2 separate regions of the Mus musculus genome follow, and region 1 is linked to region 2. The links are chromatin contacts, called in public HiChIP or PLAC-seq maps. All regions are on one chromosome and are shown on one strand. Each heading gives the region's core, a stretch centred on a gene start, on an enhancer-like site or on the middle of the called end of the contact. The rest is flanking DNA. Distances are from core to core; before and after follow the strand shown.

Evidence for each region. HiChIP or PLAC-seq counts read pairs in DNA pulled down with a chosen protein or histone mark.
Region 1: a CTCF HiChIP or PLAC-seq map of CD8 T cells shows a contact between it and region 2, with 5 read pairs. The contact joins two enhancer-like sites. A contact is called at or near these places in 1 of 15 datasets of contacts at CTCF or cohesin (CD8 T cells) and 1 of 484 Hi-C or Micro-C datasets (embryonic stem cells).

Annotation. Positions count from the first base shown.
Region 1 is chr16:49,885,400-49,890,094 of GRCm38.p6, forward strand. The region is part of intron 3 of Cd47 (CD47 antigen (Rh-related antigen, integrin-associated signal transducer)); the gene reads left to right. Among named protein-coding and RNA genes, the nearest start is that of Cd47, 32 kb to the left of the region's middle. Within about 2 kb of position 2,897, at least 80 of the 459 cell types and tissues checked have an H3K27ac peak or open chromatin away from gene starts, as enhancers often do. A contact at or near this core is called in CD8 T cells, where this site is marked.
Region 2 is chr16:49,660,279-49,665,618 of GRCm38.p6, forward strand. No RefSeq gene overlaps it. Among named protein-coding and RNA genes, the nearest start is that of Gm31494, 18 kb to the left of the region's middle. Within about 2 kb of position 3,678, at least 7 of the 459 cell types and tissues checked have an H3K27ac peak or open chromatin away from gene starts, as enhancers often do. A contact at or near this core is called in CD8 T cells, where this site is marked.

The DNA.
Region 1 (4,695 bases), core at 1,647-4,146, 220 kb after region 2:
TGATATGGCCTCGGGCCCTGCTCCTTCTTCCCTGTGTTAGGAAAGCTTTCAGCCACGTTAGCAGACCCAGATTTTCAGGGTTCTCTTGAGATTCAGGCAGGAAACAGCCTTTGAAGGACACATCATACAGTGATTTCAGAGCAGCGCTGTTGAATTTGGGTTGACAGAAGTTTTCTGCTTATGACATTATCATTAGCAACACCATCCTCAGTGGAGTGGATCAGAAATGAATCTCTTTATGATCATCCATATTTATAAAGAATAAGGCTAATGATTATTTTTCTGACTATGGAATTCATTATGTAAGAAGTTATCAGATCATCTGTTGGCCACATATCTAGAAGTAAGGATTTTTTTTCCCTTCCATCTTCCATTTCTGTCTTTGTTTCTTTGTTTGGTGTTTTTCTTCTGTAAAAGGAAACGGTAAATTGGCTCATGCAGCTTATGCATTTGTACATCCCCGTGTCCTGGTGTCTTCAGCGTGTTGGTTGTCATGGCTCCTTGTACTCTCCTGCCATGGCTGTGTAATGTTTTATTGAACTTTCATCTTAATGGGTATTAAGGAAGTTTCCAAATTTTGATACCGTGAAACTGATAAAAGTGTATGAGATTTTGGACAGCAGGGATATTTTAAGCCTGCAGATAAACTCTGCCAACATGTATTCCAGATCCACCCTGTCAATTCCAGCTACCTCTGACGAGTCCCGCTGTCCGTCATTTATCTCAAGGGCCTGGCACTGTTATACTTCTAAAAAACCTTCTGCTAATTTGATATGTGGGTAAAAAATTTCTTTGTGTTGTATTATAGTTATATTGGATACTCATTTTAGTATTTTTATTAAACCAGTTGCATTTTAAAGAGTATGTATATGAACCTAAAGAAATATTTATGGGAAATGTTTGATATTGGTTCATGTTAAACATGGGAAGAGCCTGAGGGAGGGAGGGAAGGAGAGAGAGAGAGAGAGAGAGAGAGAGAGAGAGAGAGAGAGAGAGAGAGAGAAGAGAGAGAGGTGTGTAGAAGACAAGCCTCTGGGCTTGACTCACCTGGCCTGGCCTCACATTAAAAGTTAAGTAGTTATAATAGCAGCTGAATATTTGAGGAGCTCTTGCTCTGAGGAGCAGTCACTCACGGTGCCAAGTTCTCTCCACTGAAACCATTTATTTCCCACAGGGCCTCTGCCAGTGCTGTGGCTATTGTTCCAATTTTGTAGAAAGAGACAAGAAGTTTGTCCACAGCTACCCAACTGTTTCCTGGTAATCCCCGATTTAGACAGTGCTGTTAACCAGTAGATTGTCTGCTTGTCTTGAATGTCTGCGGGAAGGATGGATGGGTATCTAGTTCACCACTTTGAGCCTATGAAACTGTTAATAATAGAGCAGAATGTTGGTCTCGAGTGATGATTTATTCTACCCGTACCAACAGGGACTGCTGGGCACTGAGCGGAAGGCTTGAGGTGTGGATGTGCCCATGCCCATTGACTTTGTGCCCAGCCTATTGACTTTGAGGCCACCACATGGCAGTCAATTATGTTAACAAAGAACGAAGACTTTTCCTTTCTGGATTTCTAGTTCATTTTTGCCGTTCATTCTGGTCTGTACTGGACCACAGGACATTTCTCTCGGTGATCTCTCTGGCTGTGCATGTGAATCTGTGACCATGCTGCAAGAAGAAGCCTACACCTTTGAGGACAGTTGGTTTACAGAAAGCTGTGTCTTGAAGCACGGCTCAGGACACTTGTAGCCTTTCCTCAGTGATGGAGTCTGACCTGAGAGCTCTAAGCTGAAATAAACCCTTTGCTCTGTAAGCTGCTTTTGGCCATGGTGTTTATCACAGCAATAGAAACCTGAAGATAGACCAATTATCTTGGATCAACTCAAGAGTTAGTCATGCTATTGGCTCCTGGCTGATTTGGGGGGTTCTTCATCTATACTGTGACAATATAAGTTCTTTCCTACATTTTGATAGCTGATAGGTGCTTTCAAGTACTGCATTGTACTGTAGCTCTTTCAGGCTTAAGGCCCAGCTCTACATAAAACACTGGCTGTCCATTCTTTGTTTTCTTTTCTTTTAACCCTTGTCCTATATTGATAGATGATCTTTAGTATGCACTCAGCAGCATGGCCATGAACCTGACTGTGAAAGCCGAGCTCTGCAAACAGTCTTGATAATAGATAGGAAAATTACCATCATACAGTGGCCTTCAAAACATGTTATCAAAAAAAGCCGCATTGGTGGTATGGTCCTGTGATCTTAGCATTACAGAACAAACACCAGAGCGACATAGTAAGAGCCTGTACAAAAATTAAAAATACAGAAAAAAAAAACAAAAAAACAAACAAACAAAAAAACCCCAAAAACCAAAAACCAAACAAACCAAACAAACAAAAAACCCAAACCTTTGAAAATATTAAAACTTCCCTACTATAGCTGTATTAGAAAACAAAAATAATACTAATGTTGAAAGTATTACATGGCAGATCAGACTGCTAAAACGTCAGTATTTTAAATGTCATGTTAAATATAGCTTGATGCTTTTTGTCTTGCTCTGTGGCTTTGGAAACAGAGCAGACATCCCCTGGTAAACTGTCAGGCTCCCTTCTTAGTTCCTATTAGCCTGCAGCTGGCAGCTTTATACTCTGTTTCAGGGTTCAGAATTCTGTGATGTGGTTTTTTTTATTTGATGTTTTTGTTGTTGGAGTTTGCTATTGTTTGTTTTTTTGTTTGTTTTGCCATTTGTTTTCCAGAGTCACATCCTCAGGGACATTCCCATTGTCACATGATCCTTAACTTCACTCGTGTTAGTGAGTTCACCATCCTCGAGCTGCCCAGGCTGCATCTGGAGTGGTGCTCCGTGGTGGCAGTGTCAGCATCCCCATAGCAGCTCTCCTGTAACTCTGCTTATGGTCTATTGCAATGTCACACGCAGTGCTCACACTTGTCATTTCCTGGCTCGTTCACCCCTCTTGCCCAGTTTCCTTTTTTGATGATACATTGAGTGCCTGTGGGCTGATCACTGGGAGACGAGGGGAGATATCATAACCAGGCGCTTGGCTGTCTGCCCAAACTTAGCATAACCATGCAGTGGCTGGTCTTCAGTAGTTGTGACATGATGACACTTCTTCTATTTATTTCATATTGTGAGTTGTGTATTAAAGACGTCTCATGGAGCATACTTCATGACTACTCTCTGGTTGCACTTTGGTAATGAAACTTCAAACTGTATTTGAAGGACTAGAGTTACACAAGTTAACCATGGGACCCATGCATGCCAGAAGAGTGTAACATGAGAGCTACTGGGATTTACTTCTGTGTATTCTAGACACCATTCATTTACTTTTTCTTCTTGTGCCCACTCAAAATTGCCCCACGAGGAATTTGGTTATCTCTTGGTGCTATTTGGGAAAATGTCACTATGATCATTGTTGGGAAATTTGAGAAAATCAATTTTCCATCATAAGAGCCTTGAGGACTCATGTAAGTCCTCAAAGCCTAGATTATTGAAAGTAACAAGACCTTTCTTTGAAAGCACTTGTAAACCAAGTGATGTTTTTAGGGGTTTTTCTTACTGAACAGGAAAAATAATTCGGGAGAAATGAGGGCAAACACTACATTGCAGTGGCGATTTCTATCCAAACCAGAGAACAAAAGTATTCTGACAAATATTATTACAGAAAGTCAGTCTGTGACCTGGTTGGTGACCCCTAATGGTAATGTGAATTTATGCTAAGTTTAATGTGAATTTTATTCAACAGTGTTAAGCTTGGCTCTTCCCTGGAGTGCTCATACGATCACTAAGCCATGTCGTTACTCACTGACTTCATTGTAGGAAGAATTGGGCCAAACTGTAGCACAGCATTCTACTCTTACATAAATAGAGTCACCAATTCCTTTACACTTTCAAAATCTGACAGCACTACTCATGAATATCCTCTGAAATTCTGAAAACTTTCATTAGACCAGAATAATTTGTCTTTGGGAGATGTCTGCTGGACATTCCCTTCTGTTGTGCTCATATATTTGCCATAAAAAAAAAAAAAGGCTGTTTTTTTTTCTAGGCCTGTGGACAAGGAATATGATCTTTTGTAGTGTTCAGCCTGATAAACTTATTTCATCAGAGAAGTTGGCTAGGATGTGGAATTTATTACAGTTATCTTACTCACTTCCAGCAAATAAACACTTTATGCATGGCAGTCCATTTTTCTCCAGCACCAGTTCCACAAGGCCTTCATCTTTGTGTGTGTGTTTAAATAATGAAATTGTACTTTGATTTTAAAAGTTATCATATGTACTTTATCAAATTATATTGAAAATAATATTGGTTTCTTCCCAACGGATGCCTAAGGATTCTAAATTACCTTGCCAGAGTTATCTGAAAGGAACAGTATAATAATTAAATCGATGGTTTGTCTCCCTTTATGATTTACTCTTAATCTGATATAAATTTTATCTCGATAGTATACCTTCTGTCTCTTCTCAATAGTCATGTGGCTAGGGACTATTTGAATGTCATGTCTTTTGAGCAAGTGTTAGATTTTTTTCTAGGTAGCCTCCAGTCTGTGTGGGCCTTTGTGGCTGCTCTGTATCTCACTTTTAGAGGATCATAAAAATTTAACATGAGAGATTTGATTTAACCCCAAATTGGCTTGGTTATTTTACTAGATTTCTTCAGCCACAACTCATGTGCCATCTTA
Region 2 (5,340 bases), core at 2,428-4,927:
TAGAGGGAGGAAAAGAGTAATCTATATCTAGAGATATTCTAAAGAAAGGGGAAGTGGGTACTGCAAGAAAGCTGGGGTGTCTTTAAGAACAAAACCTGAGCAGGGCAGTGAGCTATTGGATGGGACACAGGGCCCCCAATGGAGGATCTAGAGAAAGTACCCAAAGGAGCTAAAGGGATCTGCAACCCTATATGTGGAACAACAATATGAACTAACCAGTACCCCCCGGAGCTCGTGTCTCTAGCTGCATATATATCAGAAGATGGCCTAGTCGGCCATCAGTGGAAAGAGAGGCCCATTGGTCTTGCAAACTTTATATGCCTCAGTACAGGGGAACGCCAGGGCCAAGAAGTGGGAGTGGGTGGGTAGGGGAGTGGGGGGGGGGCCCACGGGGGACTTTTGGGATAGCATTGGAAATGTAAATGAAGAAAATCCCTAAAAAAAAAAAAAAAAAAAAAAAAAAGAACAGAACCTGTCTCTGCTTTTGAGTATTCTTTAACTCGGAATTAGGTTGCTGGACTTGATGTAGTTCAATGGCCCCAGGTTGGTCATGATGTCTTATCACAGCAATATAAAGGGAGACTAAGACAGGAGAGGGCTGCTGGTTAGTCCAGTTGGCACAGCCATTGAGGTTTCCAGGGGCCTCCTCTTAGTCTTAGTTACCTACTCAGACATTGCTTCCAGGCCAAAGAGATAACAAAGAACCAGCAACCAGAACTCTCCTCTAGCACTCCTGTTGTCCACAAAGGATATTCTAAGAACTGCCACACTGGGGTCCCTGGGCCTGACCAGTTTTTATCTCCTTTTTTTTTTTTTTTTTTGCATCATTAAGAAGAACTTTGCTAGGGGCTAGAGAAGTGGGGCCCAGCCGTTAGGAGCACTGGCTGCTCTTCCAAAGGACCTGGGTCAATTCCCAGCACCCACATGGCAGCTTACAACTGTGTAACTCCATTTCTAGAGGATCCAACACCCTCACACAGACATAAAGGCAGGCAAAACACCAATGCACTTAAAATTTAGAAAAAATAGTTTAAAAAAGAAGAAGAATTTTGCTGTATGAAGTTAAATAAATACCATTCAATTGGGTGGGAAGCAGTTCTAGGTATAGAAAGCCCACAATGTTAAACAATGCCCATAGATTGGCAACATAAACATTCAAATGTTGTTTTTCAGGTCTCTCTTTGATAAAAAAAAAAAAAAAAAACATCAGTGTGGTCTGTTAACAAGCTTTGCTCTGTGCCTTTGTGATCCATTGGTGTTTGAGTGAAGACAGCCTTACCTGAACAATCCCAAGCCAATGACTTAACACAACACAGTACAGTAAAACAGTGTAGTGCTCACTTTCCCTCGTAAGCATCAAAAGTATCACCAACAATACAACAAACGCTATTTCCATCTCTGTCCTCATGACGTCATCCTTGAAAATACAACCTAACGCCATGGCTCTCCGGAGCAATCACAGGGAGCAGGTAACAAGAGGTTTGGATCCAAGATTCTTGTGATCAGAGGGTTGAGTTCTCCGTCCTTCGTGTTATATGAGACAATGCTCATCCTTTACGGCAGTGGGGCAACTTGAGCACTTAAAAATTAATTATATCTAGGCAGACAAGGAAAGCAGGACTTAATAGTTACTGCAAAATGGCATCCATGATCTCACTATGGGAGGAAGGTAAATAAGACTACAGGGCAGTTTCAACATTGATAACCAGTAGGAAACCCTAAGGTCCTGTTTTGGGAGAAGTGACGGAAATGGCTGTCCCTGAGAGCTATGGCTCTGAGGACATTCTGAACCTCTGCCTAATAAGATCATTCAACGCTGCCTCTTGAACTACAATTTTGACCTTGAAAGTTGCTGCTTTTCATTAAGGGAAGCATGCATGCTCTGAAGGATCCAAGGGCTTTACCTCATAAAGCATTTACTGTCTACATCACCCAAAGCCCCAGGGTTTAGGATTTTAGGATGACAATTAGGGAAATCAGAGCACAAGCTAGCTGAGTGGTACTGACAGGCTTGTTAAGGGCTGAAGGAGAGGAGTTCCCCGGAGAACTCTGAAGAATTCCCAGACTCGCTCTAACAAGGACAAGGCGAGTCTCCTTGTAGCAGGCCATCCTTTATTCAGAAACTTCATTCTCCTTATTTACTCCCAATCCTCTGGGAAAGTGCAAGATTCGTAGTGACTCTGAACCATGATAGACCTCACAGTGACATTCCCCGGGAAACCTTCAGGTCAGCTTATGCCATCAAGCAATTAGTTCCATTAACTTCAATTTCTAGAGTCTAATCTTCATACCCGCTATGGCATAAATGTGAGCAATGTGAGATAACTAGACAGACGGGGCACCAAGGCAGAATGGTTGATGTAGCTACTCTCGACTCCTAGGTATTCCATGGAAAGCGATTATACTGAAATATAATCTCTGAGAAGTAGGCACAAGCCTTTCTGACAAGCCCTAATAACATCTTGCTGGTCATTGTATTAAGGGATCAGACTCAACTACTCTAAAGGAGAAACGAGATAGCACTAAAAAAAACATTCCAAACAGAACTAGATCCTGAGGGGCTTTGTAACACACACACACACACACACACACACACACACACACACACCACGCACACTGTGAGAAAGGATGATATGCACACTGCTCTCAAGACTGCTGCATTCTACATCCAGGAATCCAGTCTTTCTTGGCCCTAAGAATTGCATGAGATACAACCTATTTTAATCCACATGCACCAGTCTGCCTCAAACCAGCACACCTCTGCTAGAACGGTGTATGCAGCAGGCAACAACAAACAAACAAACAAACAAACAAACCCCAAAAAACCTCCCATGAAGCCTTTCAACAGAAAAGAGGTAAAGACCAAAGGCACATAAACTGGAGCACCAAGCCCTAGCAGGCTCTCTTCAGCATTATTATGTATCAGATGTGAAGTGCAAGATTGCTGCTCCTGCTTATCAAAACAGGACAATAACAATAAAACAAATGCCACAAGACATTAAAAGAGTCAAATAAATTTTTACACATATTAGTTTAAGGTCTGAGGGTATTTTTGTCCTTGGTATTTGCATCAAGGATCATTAACAGCAGGAGCTGGAGAGATGGCTCAGCAGTTAAGAGCACTGGCTACATACTCTTCCAGAGGACCCAGGTTTGCTTTCCAGCAGCCACATGGTAGTTTACAACTGTCTATGACCCATTCCTGGGAATCCAATACCCTCTTTTGACCTTCACATGTACTGCCTGCATATAACACAGACACACACTCACAGGTAAAATACCTGTACATATAGAATAAAAGTAGATTTAAGAAAACAACCAACAGCAAATACAAAAAATTTCTGAAATTCATTTTTATAATTAAACTCTTAATGTTTTTTTAAAAAAATCTGAGTGTTTCCAATAATCATAATGGATTTTCCTGCCTCTTCTTCTTATACCTTAGAGAGTGTAAACTTTTTTACCAACCACATAAATATTGATGATAATAAGCTGTGGGTTTGGTATCATCAGCATTGGCTTAAAACACAGACATTCTTCAGAGTCTACAAAAGCCACTGTGCTAGTCAGGTTGGTAAATGTGACTAAGTTTCAAGCAAGGCAACAGAAGTAAGAATTGTGTGGATCCTGAGTCCCCATCAGATCAGCCACTGTGCACCTGTGGCCTCAGGATGCAGAGGATGCAAAAGATGTGGAGAGCAAGGTCTCAGGAAGTGGTGAGTACGGAGGTGTTGAGAGCTTTTGGTGCCGCTTCTAGGAATTCGGTATTTGTCACTTGGTTTGGACAAGGAAGTGGGCTCAGATAAGACTATTAGAAACAGTGACCATGGGGCTTTGTTTACTACTTTGCTAGACTACCACCTTATGCGATCTTTTGCTCACGACTTTACTTAACTATTACCTTGTGAGATCCTTTTGCTTACTACTCTGCTTGATTACTTTCTTGTGTGATCTCCTTGTTCACTACTTCGCTTGATTACTTTGTCTTTGATCTAAGAACTGATCATAGTTTTTGGATGTACCTGGAATGATATAAAAGCAGGCTGTAGAGAAATAAAACAGCTGCAGCCTCAGTCCAGGCTGGAGTCAGGCTATCATTTTCTCTGTTTTTCTTTTTCAATCCACACTCCCTCGTTTGAGACCCTGTTGACTGACCAAGCTGGTCAAGCTTTGCTCTCTGAGTGATGACTGGGGCATGGGCAATGCTCTACTGTCTTGGGAACCCACAGTATAGATAGATAGATAGATAGATAGATAGATAGATAGATAGATAGATAGATAGATGATATAGATAGAGATAGAGATGATAGAGATAGAGATAGATATAAATATTACATTAGGAGACCTTGAAGGACATCCAAGATCCAAACTTTAAAAATTATTCAAAAAATATTTTAAAAATTACAATCTTATCTGTGCTGTATGTAGAGATTAAGAAAAAATATCTGGGAACTGTGAAGCAACTTTATCACTTCTCATATGTTTGGATATATACATGGAGAAGAGACTTATTAAATGAGCAGTATGCAAACTTGACAGCCGGAGGTGACACCGGCAGAGAGATGTATGCTCAGTGCCTCTAATTCCACTGGCTGTTGTCCAAGCATCTCTGTATGCCAGGTGCGGATTTGAAAGCCAAGTCGCAAATAACATAATAGGAACCCTTTTTCTATAACCAGTTTCATCTTCGTGCTGAATCCCCACGACTGCCCGGATACAGAAAAAAAGTCATCCAGTTCAGTAATTATTTCCAGCCAACTTCAAAATCACCTAATTGCATTCCTGTTTAAAGATCCAATTTGAAGGGCTTCTCCTCGGTTTTGAGTTTCTCAGAAATGATGTCACTTGGCTGTGGGGCGAAAGAAGAAAAAAAAATACGTGTGTTTTCTGCCTGTCTCTGCATAGCTGGAAAAGTCTAAGGCTAGATCTCTTAGCAGGCATTCTATCGTATAAGGTGAGTTTTAGCCAGAACTGCCCCTCTCCTGCCTTGTAGGCTCTCATTTTCTATTGTTCTATGAAGACCTGGCTGTTTTAAACTATATCTTAGATCTTGACAACACCTCAAAGGTCTATGTGTTAATGATGGATCCATACAGTAGCTCTTTTGTGAGGTGGTAAGACCTTTAAGAGGGAAGACCTAGGAAAAGGTCCTTAGAGACCCTGAGACCCCTATTGTATCTTATTGTCTTTTGCTCCCTGACCATGAGTGAGCAGCTTTTCGCTGTCACATGCTCTTGACATAGTTTGTACATGGCTGGAAATAAGGGGAACACTCAATCCTAAACCAGACTTTCCAAAAGGTTTGCCTAATACTAAGTTCTTCTCTTTCTGAATCGGTTA